Linked DNA regions of Callithrix jacchus: region 2 is linked to region 1. The links are chromatin contacts, called in public Hi-C maps. All regions are on one chromosome and are shown on one strand. Each heading gives the region's core, a stretch centred on a gene start, on an enhancer-like site or on the middle of the called end of the contact. The rest is flanking DNA. Distances are from core to core; before and after follow the strand shown. Region 1 holds the start of TOGARAM1 (TOG array regulator of axonemal microtubules 1). Region 2 holds the start of MIS18BP1 (MIS18 binding protein 1).

Evidence for each region. Hi-C and Micro-C count contacts between places; a contact is called where the count stands out from the background.
Region 2: a Hi-C map of skeletal muscle shows a contact between it and region 1, with 4 times the contacts expected there. The contact joins the promoter of MIS18BP1 here to the promoter of TOGARAM1 in region 1. A contact is called at or near these places in 2 of 3 Hi-C or Micro-C datasets (both in skeletal muscle).

The regions. Positions count from the first base shown.
Region 1 is chr8:79,512,057-79,517,527 of calJac240_pri, forward strand. It overlaps TOGARAM1 (TOG array regulator of axonemal microtubules 1), which reads left to right and starts at 2,323. Exons shown (of 20, transcript XM_035260411.3): 1 at 2,323-4,600. The coding sequence starts at 2,555. KLHL28 (kelch like family member 28) reads right to left here and starts at 2,080. Exons shown (of 6, transcript XM_078334837.1): 1 at 1,979-2,080.
Region 2 is chr8:79,851,513-79,856,983 of calJac240_pri, forward strand. MIS18BP1 (MIS18 binding protein 1) reads right to left here and starts at 2,702. Exons shown (of 16, transcript XM_078334832.1): 1 at 2,517-2,702. LOC108593473 (a long non-coding RNA gene) reads left to right here and starts at 3,713. Exons shown (of 4, transcript XR_008474389.2): 1 at 3,713-3,850.

The DNA of each region.
Region 1 (5,471 bases), core at 1,073-3,572:
CTTGGCCCCACCAAAGTGCTGGGATTACAGGTGTGAGTCACAGTGCCTGGCCTCCAAAGTAAGATTTTTTAAAAAATCTGCTTCGTAGTAAACAGAATACACATTAAACGGATGAGATTCATGTTCCACAAAATAACTCTAAAAGATAATCAGTAAGACGTGATGCTGATGAATATCCACCACGGAGACTAATGCATCTTCTAAGTCTTCAATCAAAGAGACAAAATATAACAGATATAAAATAAATAGCAATCTGCAATGTATCCACAGGGACATAAAAAAACGAGTCAAAAGGAAGACTCATCTTGCTTTGTCCCCAGGAACAGGGCATGATAACTGCTTAAGTATCCACGTCTTTCATTTAAGACTTTTGAAGTTCCTTTTCTGTGATTCCATGATCACTACACAACCTCTAGTTATTAACTTGGCTTCCCAAGTTCTTGGGTACAAGAGAGGGTGTACTGGATTTTCAACCTGAAAATTCCGATCCAACATAAACTGGCATTGTAATGTGTCCATCATTCTCCAGGTTAGTTTGAACTGGGTTCCTCAAGTATGGGCAATACGTGAGCAGAAGTCTATGCATTTAAGCTTCTTAGGTTAAATATGAGAACCAAATACTTTCTCATCGGCAACTGCTACAATCATTTATTGTTTTTCACCTTCTTATCTTTAATCTGTCCCTAAAATCAAACATGCTAGCCAATCCTAATTTAGGCAGATTCATTTAAACACGAAAATGGCCATCAAAACCAAAGTAACAACCTAGAATTTAAACCAAAACACAGAATGCATATTTACACAGCCTCATTTACATTAATAGTCTATTCCCCTCCAATCCCCGCAAAAAAATCTGTGATATTCAAATTGTGCTTTAAGGCAAAAATCCAGAAATTATTTTTGCACTTGCATCAGCTGGAAGCATTATTTATAAAGCTGTTTGGCATATGTGACTCAATCACTCCAAGGCTTTAAAAAGTATTTAAGAGAAATCCCACCTGGTACAGAGCAGAGTAGGAAAACTTGCATCTGAAGTGCATAAATTTGGGTCTTCAAATGATAACTTAGACTTTTCGCACGGGTCATTCAAAAGTAATTGTATTACTCCTTCAAAAAAAACATCTCTCTTCCACACTCCAAAGCATTCAGGCTCACACTAGACATTCCAGCTCTTTCGGTCTGTCCGTTTAAGTATCATTTACGAGAAGAAAAATGCACACCAAATTCTCAGTTCGCCTAAAATAAAGAAATGTCTACTATCATTCCTAAATCCACAGGGCAGAATTCCCTGAGAACCGTGATGCCAAGAACTTCCACCGCAACTGAAATTGTCTTCGCAATCTGTCTCTAGGAGACTGAAAGGCTGCAGAGACGCTTGAGGATCCTGCAGGGAAGCTAGGGCGGCAGACGGAGGGGGCGGAGGGAAGGGGAGAGTCCCAAAGAGGAACTGCATTAGAAGGAAAGACTTTGATAACGGCTAGGGGAGAGGCGGTTAGCTACAGGAAAACAAAAACAAAAACAAAAACAAAACAGACCTATTTCCAGATTGTGTGCGTTTTATAGAGAACGCAAAGTGATGGAGATAAGGAAACAAGGCCGCCGCCCCCCTCCCTACCCCCGAAAAATTAACCCTCCACGGCCGGAGGGTTAAGAGAAGTCAACAAAAGGAGAAGGGGTAGGAGGGCGGGGAGAATAAAGGCCCCAAAGACCAGGAATTGAAAAAAAGTACCCGATTTGTGAGCTTGGCCGTGGTCCGGATCTTCTGTCCTGACAAGCAGATGACAAGAGGAAAGGATCGCTGTTACTCAGGGCTGTAGAGAGTAACGCGTTTACAAGGGTAACGAGCCCTGCACAAGAAGATGTCGCCTCTCTTTCCACCTGCTCCGTTCATTCCTTTGCCTCTTACTCTAGCACCAGTGGCATTCAGGCAAAACACTGCCAAAGCCTGCACCGCTGGAGGACAGCAAAAGGAAAATACCTGAGTCCCAGTAATCACGCTGGCAGCGACAGGAGGAGGAGTCGCGGACAACTCGGACCTGGACTGGATCCTCACTAGCTCCGGTCAAACCCCAACTCTTACGGGTGGGGCGGGCAATTTCCGCCCAGAGCAAGGAGAGCGTCACATCCGTCTAAAGTCTTCACCCCTCCTCCCTTCTCCGCTCTAGCTACGTTTACAGCGTTGTGACTTCCTCTTCCAGGAGACCTTGGCCTAGTCTTAATATCTGACGTAAACTACGTAACCCAGCATTCATCACGGCAAGTGGACTTCCGGGTTAAGAGGTCCGCGCTGGGTACATCACCATGGAAGCGATCGGTTTGGTCACGTGGTGCCCCTGGTTACGCCCGGCGGCAGCTGTGGGGTCTAGGGCGCAGACGGGGGCCATTTTCCCAGAGGCTGCCTCCCGGAGTTGGGGGCGGCCTGGCGGCAGGTTGAAGCTGTCCTTTTTCCTCTTCTGCAGTTTGGGCCTTGGAGAGGATCTGGAAGTCTGGGCTCCATTGAGCCCATCCGAGACAGCAATGGTTTCTTCCAGCCACAGCCACCTGACGACCCTGCATGGCGGCTGCGCCCACCGCGCTGCTTCTGCTGCCGCCCTTTCCAGTCCTCTGTGCCTATCAGCTCCAGAGCCGCAGTCGTCCTTCCGCCTCAGAGACTGATGATAGTCGAGTTGGGGACATTATGAGAGGAGAGAAAAATTGCTACTGCCGTGGAGCTGCTGGGGACCACGGTTCCTGCCCCACTGCCACCTCGCCTCTGGCCTCGGCCCTCTTGTTGCCCTCGGAGGCAGTCTCTAGCAGCTGGTCTGGGTCTGGAGGCAGTTTGTCTGGGGGAGATGAAGAGGAGACTCGGCTCCTTCAACTCCTTCGCACCGCGCCGGATCCTTCTGAGGCCTTTCAGGCTTTGCAAGCTGCTTTGCCGAGGCGGGGCGGTCGACTTGGCTTCCCCCGACGCAAGGAAGCTTTGTATCGGGCACTGGGCCGAGTGCTTGTGGAAGGAGGTAGTGATGAGAAGCGACTCTGCTTGCAATTTCTCTCAGACGTTCTCCGGGGTCAGGGGGAGGCAGGCCAGCTGGAAGAGGCCTTTAGCTTAGCACTTTTGCCTCAACTAGTAGTCTCGTTACGGGAAGAGAATCCAGCCTTGCGGAAAGATGCGCTGCAGATTCTGCATATATGTCTGAAACGTAGTTCTGGAGAGGTGCTGAGAACGCTTATACAGCAAGGACTGGAAAGTACCGATGCCCGACTTAGAGCTTCCACAGCACTGCTGCTCCCCATCTTGCTTACTACTGAGGACTTGTTACTTGGTTTGGATCTCACCGAGGTGATAATATCCCTAGCCCGAAAGCTTGGTGATCAGGAGACAGAAGAAGAATCTGAGACAGCTTTCTCCGCACTTCAACAAATTGGGGAGCGACTTGGCCAAGACAGATTTCAGTCTTATATTTCTCGTCTGCCCTCTGCCCTGAGGAGACACTACAATCGGCGCCTGGAGTCCCAGTTTGGTGGTGAGGTTCCTTATTATTTGGAACTTGAAGCCTCTGGATTTCCTCAAGATCCCCTTCCCTGTCCAGTGACTCTTTCCAACAGCAATCTTAAATTTGGGATTATTCCTCAGGAGCTGCATTCACGGTTGTTGGATCAGGAAGACTATAAGAACCGGACTCAGGCCGTCGAAGAACTAAAGCAGGTGCTGGGAAAATTTAACCCTAGTTCTACTCCTCATTCTAGTCTTGTTGGCTTCATTAGTTTGCTATATAATTTGTTAGATGATTCTAACTTCAGAGTGGTCCATGGCACACTTCAAGTCTTACATTTACTGGTTACTCGCCTTGGAAAGCAGGTACAGCAGTTTTTGGGACCGGTTATAGCAGCTTCAGTCAAAGTGCTGGCAGACAACAAGTTGGTGATCAAACAAGAATACATGAAAATCTTTCTCAAGCTAATGAAGGAAGTAGGACCTCAGCAGGTGCTTTGTTTACTCCTGGAACATCTCAAACATAAGCATTCCAGAGTGAGAGAGGAGGTGGTGAACATATGCATCTGCTCCCTGCTGACCTATCCTAGTGAGGATTTTGACTTGCCCAAACTGTCCTTTGATCTTGCCCCAGCTCTTGTAGATAGCAAACGCAGGGTACGCCAAGCAGCTTTAGAAGCTTTTGCTGTATTGGCATCATCAATGGGCTCAGGTAAAACCAGCATCCTTTTTAAAGCTGTGGATACTGTTGAACTGCAAGATAATGGAGATGGAGTGATGAATGCTGTGCAGGCCAGACTGGCTAGGAAAACCTTACCAAGGCTAACAGAGCAGGGATTTGTGGAATATGCAGTACTCATGCCATCTTCTGCCCAGGGTAGGTCAAACCATTTGGCATATGGAGCAGATACGGACTGGCTTCTGGCTGGTAACAGAACTCAGAGTGCACACTGCCACTGTGGTGACCACATGAGGGATAGCATGCAAATTTATGGATCTTACAGTCCAACTATCTGTACCCGAAGGGTATTAAGTGCAGGAAAAGGAAAAAATAAATTACCATGGGAAAATGAGCAGTCCGGAATCATGGGAGAAAACCAGACCTCCACTTCCAAGGATATAGAGCAGGTATGCTTCTCTAATTTTCTTGAGTCGAAAATGTGAAGAATTTAAAATGAAAATATGCCTGTGATGACTTAAGGGTGAGCCTCCTTGAGGGAAACATGTTATGCTTTGTTTTAAATCAATCTGAATGTTAATGTGGGTACAATTCACAAAGGACCATTTCATAGGGTTCCTGCTTGATAAATTTGATTAAATTTGAGACTGGTGATATAGACAATGTCAAGATTCAGTTTTAGCTTGTTAGTGTGGCATTTCAGTTATCTCATTCATACAACAAACATTGAATACCTAGTAGGTGCCAGATAAAGAGCTAAATTCTGGGAATGAGGATGAGGCCAGTTTCACACACTATAGGGAAAAGCTCAGACCTAGGAATTAGCAATTAACAAATGTGTTAAGTGCTAAAGTCTAAATATAAACAGAATCCTGAAGGAATACTGAAGATAGATAAAAATAATTCCACTAGAAAAGTACAAAAAAAAGCCTCCACAGAAGATATGACATTTGAACTGAGATTTCCCCCCTGAAGCTTTTATTTTTAAAAAATCCAAATCTACAGATAAGTTAAGAGTACAATGAATACCCATGTACTTCATCTATATTTACCAGTTGTAACATCTTGATGTATTTTCTCCATATTTGCTGAACCATTTGAAAGTAAATTGTGGATATCTTGAGATTCACTCCTAAATATCTCGGCATGTATCTCCTAAGAATTACATTCTCCTTTATAACCATATATCATTGTTTCACCTCAGACTATCAGTAGTAATTCAGTAATACATGACAGACAACCTGTATTTAAATATCTCCAATTGTCTCCAAGAGCATTTTATATTTCTTGTTTTACTTTTATCATCCAGGATCCAGTCAA
Region 2 (5,471 bases), core at 1,452-3,951, 340 kb after region 1:
AGAATAAAGAGAAAAAAAATAGTCTACAATTTCCACTGACCACAGAGGCTTTGCAGAGTAAATAAATTAAAAAAAAAAAAACACTGGGTCTAGATAAACCAAGACAGATCTGAAGCTCCATTTCCTTCCTAGTTAAAAGAACAAAATAAATCAGCCTCTGATGAAACACAGACATTAGTGGAGACTAAATAACTGGTATCCCTCAAGTGAAGGAAAGAATAGTTTGTCCTGAAGCCAACCAAGCACATTTGTTGACCTGACAGACGGAGGTCACTCATTGTCAGTTCCCTCTAAGACTGGATAAAGTATGTTTCTCTTTTCATCAACTGCTTAAAGTTGTTTGGAAAATCTAATCCTTAAAACTTATTCTAAAAGCTGACAAATGCTGATGTACTAGGAAAAAAAAAATGTTTTCAACATGAAGACAAAGGAATGGGAAAACCATGTAGGAAAGGGCTGGCCATAGCATTTATAGTACAGTCATGTACTGCATAATGATGTCAGATCACACATATGGAGGTCCCATAGGATACCTTATTTTTACTGAACCTTTTCTATATTTTGATATGTTTAGATACACAAATACTTATCACCATGTTACAACTGCCAACAATATTCAGTAAAGTAACATGCTGTGTTACAGGTTTGGCGCCTAGGAGCAATAGAATATAACATATAGCCTGGGTTTTTATAAGTACACTCTATGATACAGGCACAGTGACAAAAATCACCTGAATGTATTTCTCAGAACATATCCCAGGCAGTTATAAGTGACACATATAAACACAGAACTGAAGCTAAACAATTGTTATGTATATGATCCTGAATATAACTACTCCTCCTCCTCCTCCCAAAAGATGGAACGTTCTTGTAAGAATTTACTGTATTGGTAACAATAGTAATAGCTATTACTATGAAGGGGTCAAAAACCCCAGAGCACACTAACCAAAACTGGGAGACAGAATTCGGCATAAAAATAGAATTTTAGGGGTCCAAAGTGGCTCCCGCCGGAGGTCGTGGTGCTTGCGAAGGCGAATTCATCAGTTCAAAGCTAACCTGAGCAACCTTATAAGCTCAAACTGATTGGCAAAAAAAAAAAAAAAAAATAGAATTTTAAGTTAAGAGGTAAATGATACACTTGAAATAAGTACTCAGCACCTATGACAAAGGATTAATTTACATAACATTCAGAGACCTACTGAATCAATTAAAAAAAAAATGTTCAAAACAGAAAATGGTCACAGGACATGAAAGACAATTAATAGAAGAAATAGAAAAGGTCAATAAACAAGTAACACCTGATTTTACTAATAAACGGAGATGCAAACTGTAACAGTGAGACTTCTTTTACATATCATATTGGTAAAGATTAATTTCAAAATGCAAGTCTGTATGCCACTGACACGGAAATTCCACTTCTAACTTGTTTTTTTCTTACAGAAACACCTACATAAGAATGCAAATATATATGCATCATAATAGCCGATATTCACTGAATATTGACATGCCAGTCACTATATAATCTAACAGCAACTCTAAAGAGTTAAGTACTGTGGTTATTCCCAGTTTGAAAAGAGAGAAATTAAGGTATAGGTGGTTAAATAACCCGACCAAGGTTTACTTAACAGTAAGTGAGAAAGATGATCTAATTCTACCTCCAAAGTCTAAGTTCTTTACCAACAGGCAACATAGCGTACACAACCACTACACAGGGAAGTTCATGCTGCAGTACCTGCACCATAAAATGAAATTAAACAACCCAGATGTCCACCAATAAAGGACAAAATAAATTCCGCCACATCCATACAATTTACTCCATGTATTCAACAAAAAGATATATATGTACTTACATGGAAAAAATCCAAGAAATATTAAATTGAAAAAATGTAGCAGAACAGAACATATAATTGCATTTCTGTAAAAATAAATAAATAAATGAAACACATATAAGCATAGAGAAAAACTCTGGAAGCAAGTGAACCAAATTGTGAACAGTATTATCTCTGAAGGACAGGGTGAGGTGACCTATCATTTTTTTGAACTCCTGACTTTAAATGATCCACCTGCCTCGGCCTCCCAAAGTGCTGGGATTACAGGTGTGAGCCACCGCGCCGGACCATTTTCTAAGTAATTTTATTAATATCTAAAGCTGTGTTTTAGAAGAAAACATAAACTGAATGGATGAACTTCTTCTGTAGCCCTGGGTCCCCAAGGGGAAGAGTTGGGTACTAGGGCACACAATTTTCCTACTTGGTATTCTTTTTTTTTTTAAGTGACTTTAGAACAAAGACCTAGAACGCTCACCATAGAAATAAATGTGAGCAATCGTGTTCTACTCTGCAGTAGACACGCAACAAATAAACATCGAGTGCGCAGCTGTAAAATCAGTACCAAAGCTAGAAATCTACGAAAATTAATAATAAAACGGCGTGGGCCGAGGTGCTGAAAGGACAGGCCGCCCACCACCGGCGGGGACTCGCGACGGGAGGCGAGCGAAGGACGCGAGGAGGACGTACCTTGGGTGAAGGGCCTGGTAGGGCGAGACTGTGGTAGTGCAGGCTTGGCTCCGCGCGGAGGGAGGGCCGGACGCCGCGGGGCTCTCGTCTCAGGCCCACGGTGGCCCCTGCCCGCGACGGCCGGGCCCCAAGCGACGCTTACCTACTCCGCGAGGTTCTCTAACACCCACAACACTTCCGCAATTCAAATTTGAAAAGCCCGCCCTCCAGTCAGCCTGGGATTGGTAGGGTCGGAATTGCGCCACCGTGCGTCTTACTGGGACGCAGGCAAATTTCTGGCTGCCTCCGCACTCGTGGACCGTAGTGTTTCCACAAAAAGTAGGCGACCATAAGCTGTCACAGACAGGGGCGAGCTAATTCGTTTCGTCTTCGCAGCGCACGCGCCCAACTTGAATGCCCTCATTCCTCAGGTGATGCTCTGTCGCTGCAAGGCTGACGTCGGAGACGCCGCAAGCCGCGCGCGCGCTGCTGCGGTGAAGTTTGGCCCTTTCTAGCTGCCGTCCTCCCCTACGGGCTGTGCGCAGTAAAGGCTGCTATCCCTCCCTTCTATCGCCGGAAATCTGCGTGCTCCGTGGGTTTGAGAGAACTTATGTTTTTCTCAGTCCTCCATGTTTGAGGCGGATAAAGAACATTTTGTTTTTGAGGGAATGATGGATTGAATGTAAAGTTACGCACAAAGTGGGATGTTTAGTTTGAACGGTTTCCACAAGAAGTGTGATTTGTGGGGGTGGGGGTGGGGTGTGGGGGACAGGGTCTCTCTGTGTCGCCCAGGCCTGAGTGCATTAGTGCAATAATGGTTCTACTGCAGCCTGAAACTCCAAGGGATCTTCCCACCTCAGCCTCCCAGTATCTTTAACTACAGGCGCGCGCGACGAGGTTTCGCTGATTTTAATTTTTTTTTTGTAGAGAGCAGGTCTCACCATGTTGCCCAGGCTAGTCTCGAACTCGTGGGTTCAAGCGATCTTCCCATCTCGGCCTCCCAGAGTGCTGGGATTACACAGGCAAGCAACTGCACCGTGCCAGGAAGTGATTAAAAAGATTTTTTTTAATCACCTCTCATTCTAGAAACATTAATCTTGACAACTCTAGGTTGCAGTATGCAGTTTCTAACAGTGGCTTCCAGGCTGCGTCCCTCGTTAGACTGCGCCCAATGAATCTGCACTCTTAACCACCGCAGGTGTATCTTTTGCCTTGTATAGAACTCGTTGGTTCAGTCTTGAAAGTAGAGAAGTGGAAGCCAGGGTAATAAGGCGTGTTTTCAGCCCCAAATTCTGTCCGCTTCCAATCCTGCATGAAATGTGCCCTCTTCCACCGCTCATCCGCATTTGTGACAAGTGAGTTTCTTTTTATTTTATCGTTCATCTAAGAAAATTGGTCAGCTTCCTGGTCATATATCACATTTTCCTGTTAAGACTTAGAGTCCTATACTGAAAAGATTGTAATGGATTAATTTTTTTAAAGTGACTTGCAATCCCTCCTAAGTCGTCCTATATCTACACCGAATAATCAGAATCCAAAATATAAGTATAAAACATCCACATGACTGCAAGTAATGAAAAACAACAGTTGGAGGTAGGGGAAAGGAAGCAAATTTACTTGAATAAAATGAAGTTTCTTGCTTGTACATCATAATGAGAAAATGGTTGGACATGGATTTCCACTAGGTTTGTGGGAAAAGCCCGCCTTAAAACAGGTTAAATGGCGTGTATGAAATATACTTTGATAGAGGAAGTTTGAAGGGATTGGCATTCCGATTTCAAAAGCATCTGAAATTGAGGTTTCTGTGCCCGATGAAGATGGTCGTGGCTCACACCTTTAGACAAAATAGGAACCCTGAAATATTAATGGCAGGCACTTAGAAATGCACATTTTTAAAAATTAGTCACTTCTCATGTGAGAAGGAAGTAGCATATATTATGCTCCAACATGAATGGTCACAGGAATTTACATAAGATGACTAATAATTTTCCAAGCAAAACTGAATTAAACAGTTTGTGGATAGCAAAGTGTGATGAGGAGGCCTAGTGGCCAAGGGAAAGTGTTCATCTGTCCATTAATGTCAACATGCTGTAACTGCCCAAGGGGTTCACCTTGCCTGCTGCCTACACAGAGCTGATTCATCAAGAGAAGGTAATTGCCATAGAGAAAGAGTAACATGCAGAGCTGGCTGTGTGGGAGACTAGTTTCATTATTACTAAAATCAGTCTCCCTTGAGCATTATGGGATCAGTTTTTAAGGATAACTTAGTGGGTGGTGGGGAGCAAGTGAACTAGAGTGCTGATTAGTCAGGGATGAAATCATAGGATGTGGAAGCTGTGTTCTTGCTCAGTCAGTTCCTGGGTTTCGGGGTGGGAGGTCACAAGATTAAATGAGCCAGTTTATTGCTCTGGGTGGTGTCAGCTGATCCCTTAAGTGCTGGGTCTGCAAAATATCTCAAGCACTGATCTTAGGAGCAGATTAGGGAGGGTCAGAATCTTGTAACCTCCAGCTGCAAACCATAATTTCTGATATTGTGACTAATGTTAGTTCTACAAAGGCAATCTAGTCTCCAGGCAAGAAGGAGATCTCCTTTGGGAAAGGGTTGTTACCGTCTTTGTTTAAACTATAAACTACAAACTTAAGTTTCTCCCAAAGTTACTTCAGCGTGGAGGTTAGAAGCAAGATGGAGTCGGTTAAGTTAGATCTCTTTCACCGTCTCAGTCATAATTTTGCAAAGGTGGTTTCAATGTTGCCCTGGGTTGGTCCTCCTTTAAGTTTCTGTCTGCTTGGAGGGGAGACTATAATGAGAAGATGATTGGATGTGGTTTTGCAGTTCACAGTCAGCCACTTGGGATAATCTGTCCCATCCTAGGCCTGTAACACATGGAAACACATGCAGACCCATGTCGGGTCTAAAAAAAATGAAGGTAAAAGAGACTGAAAGTTTCACACTGTGTGCCAGTTCCTACCAAGGAA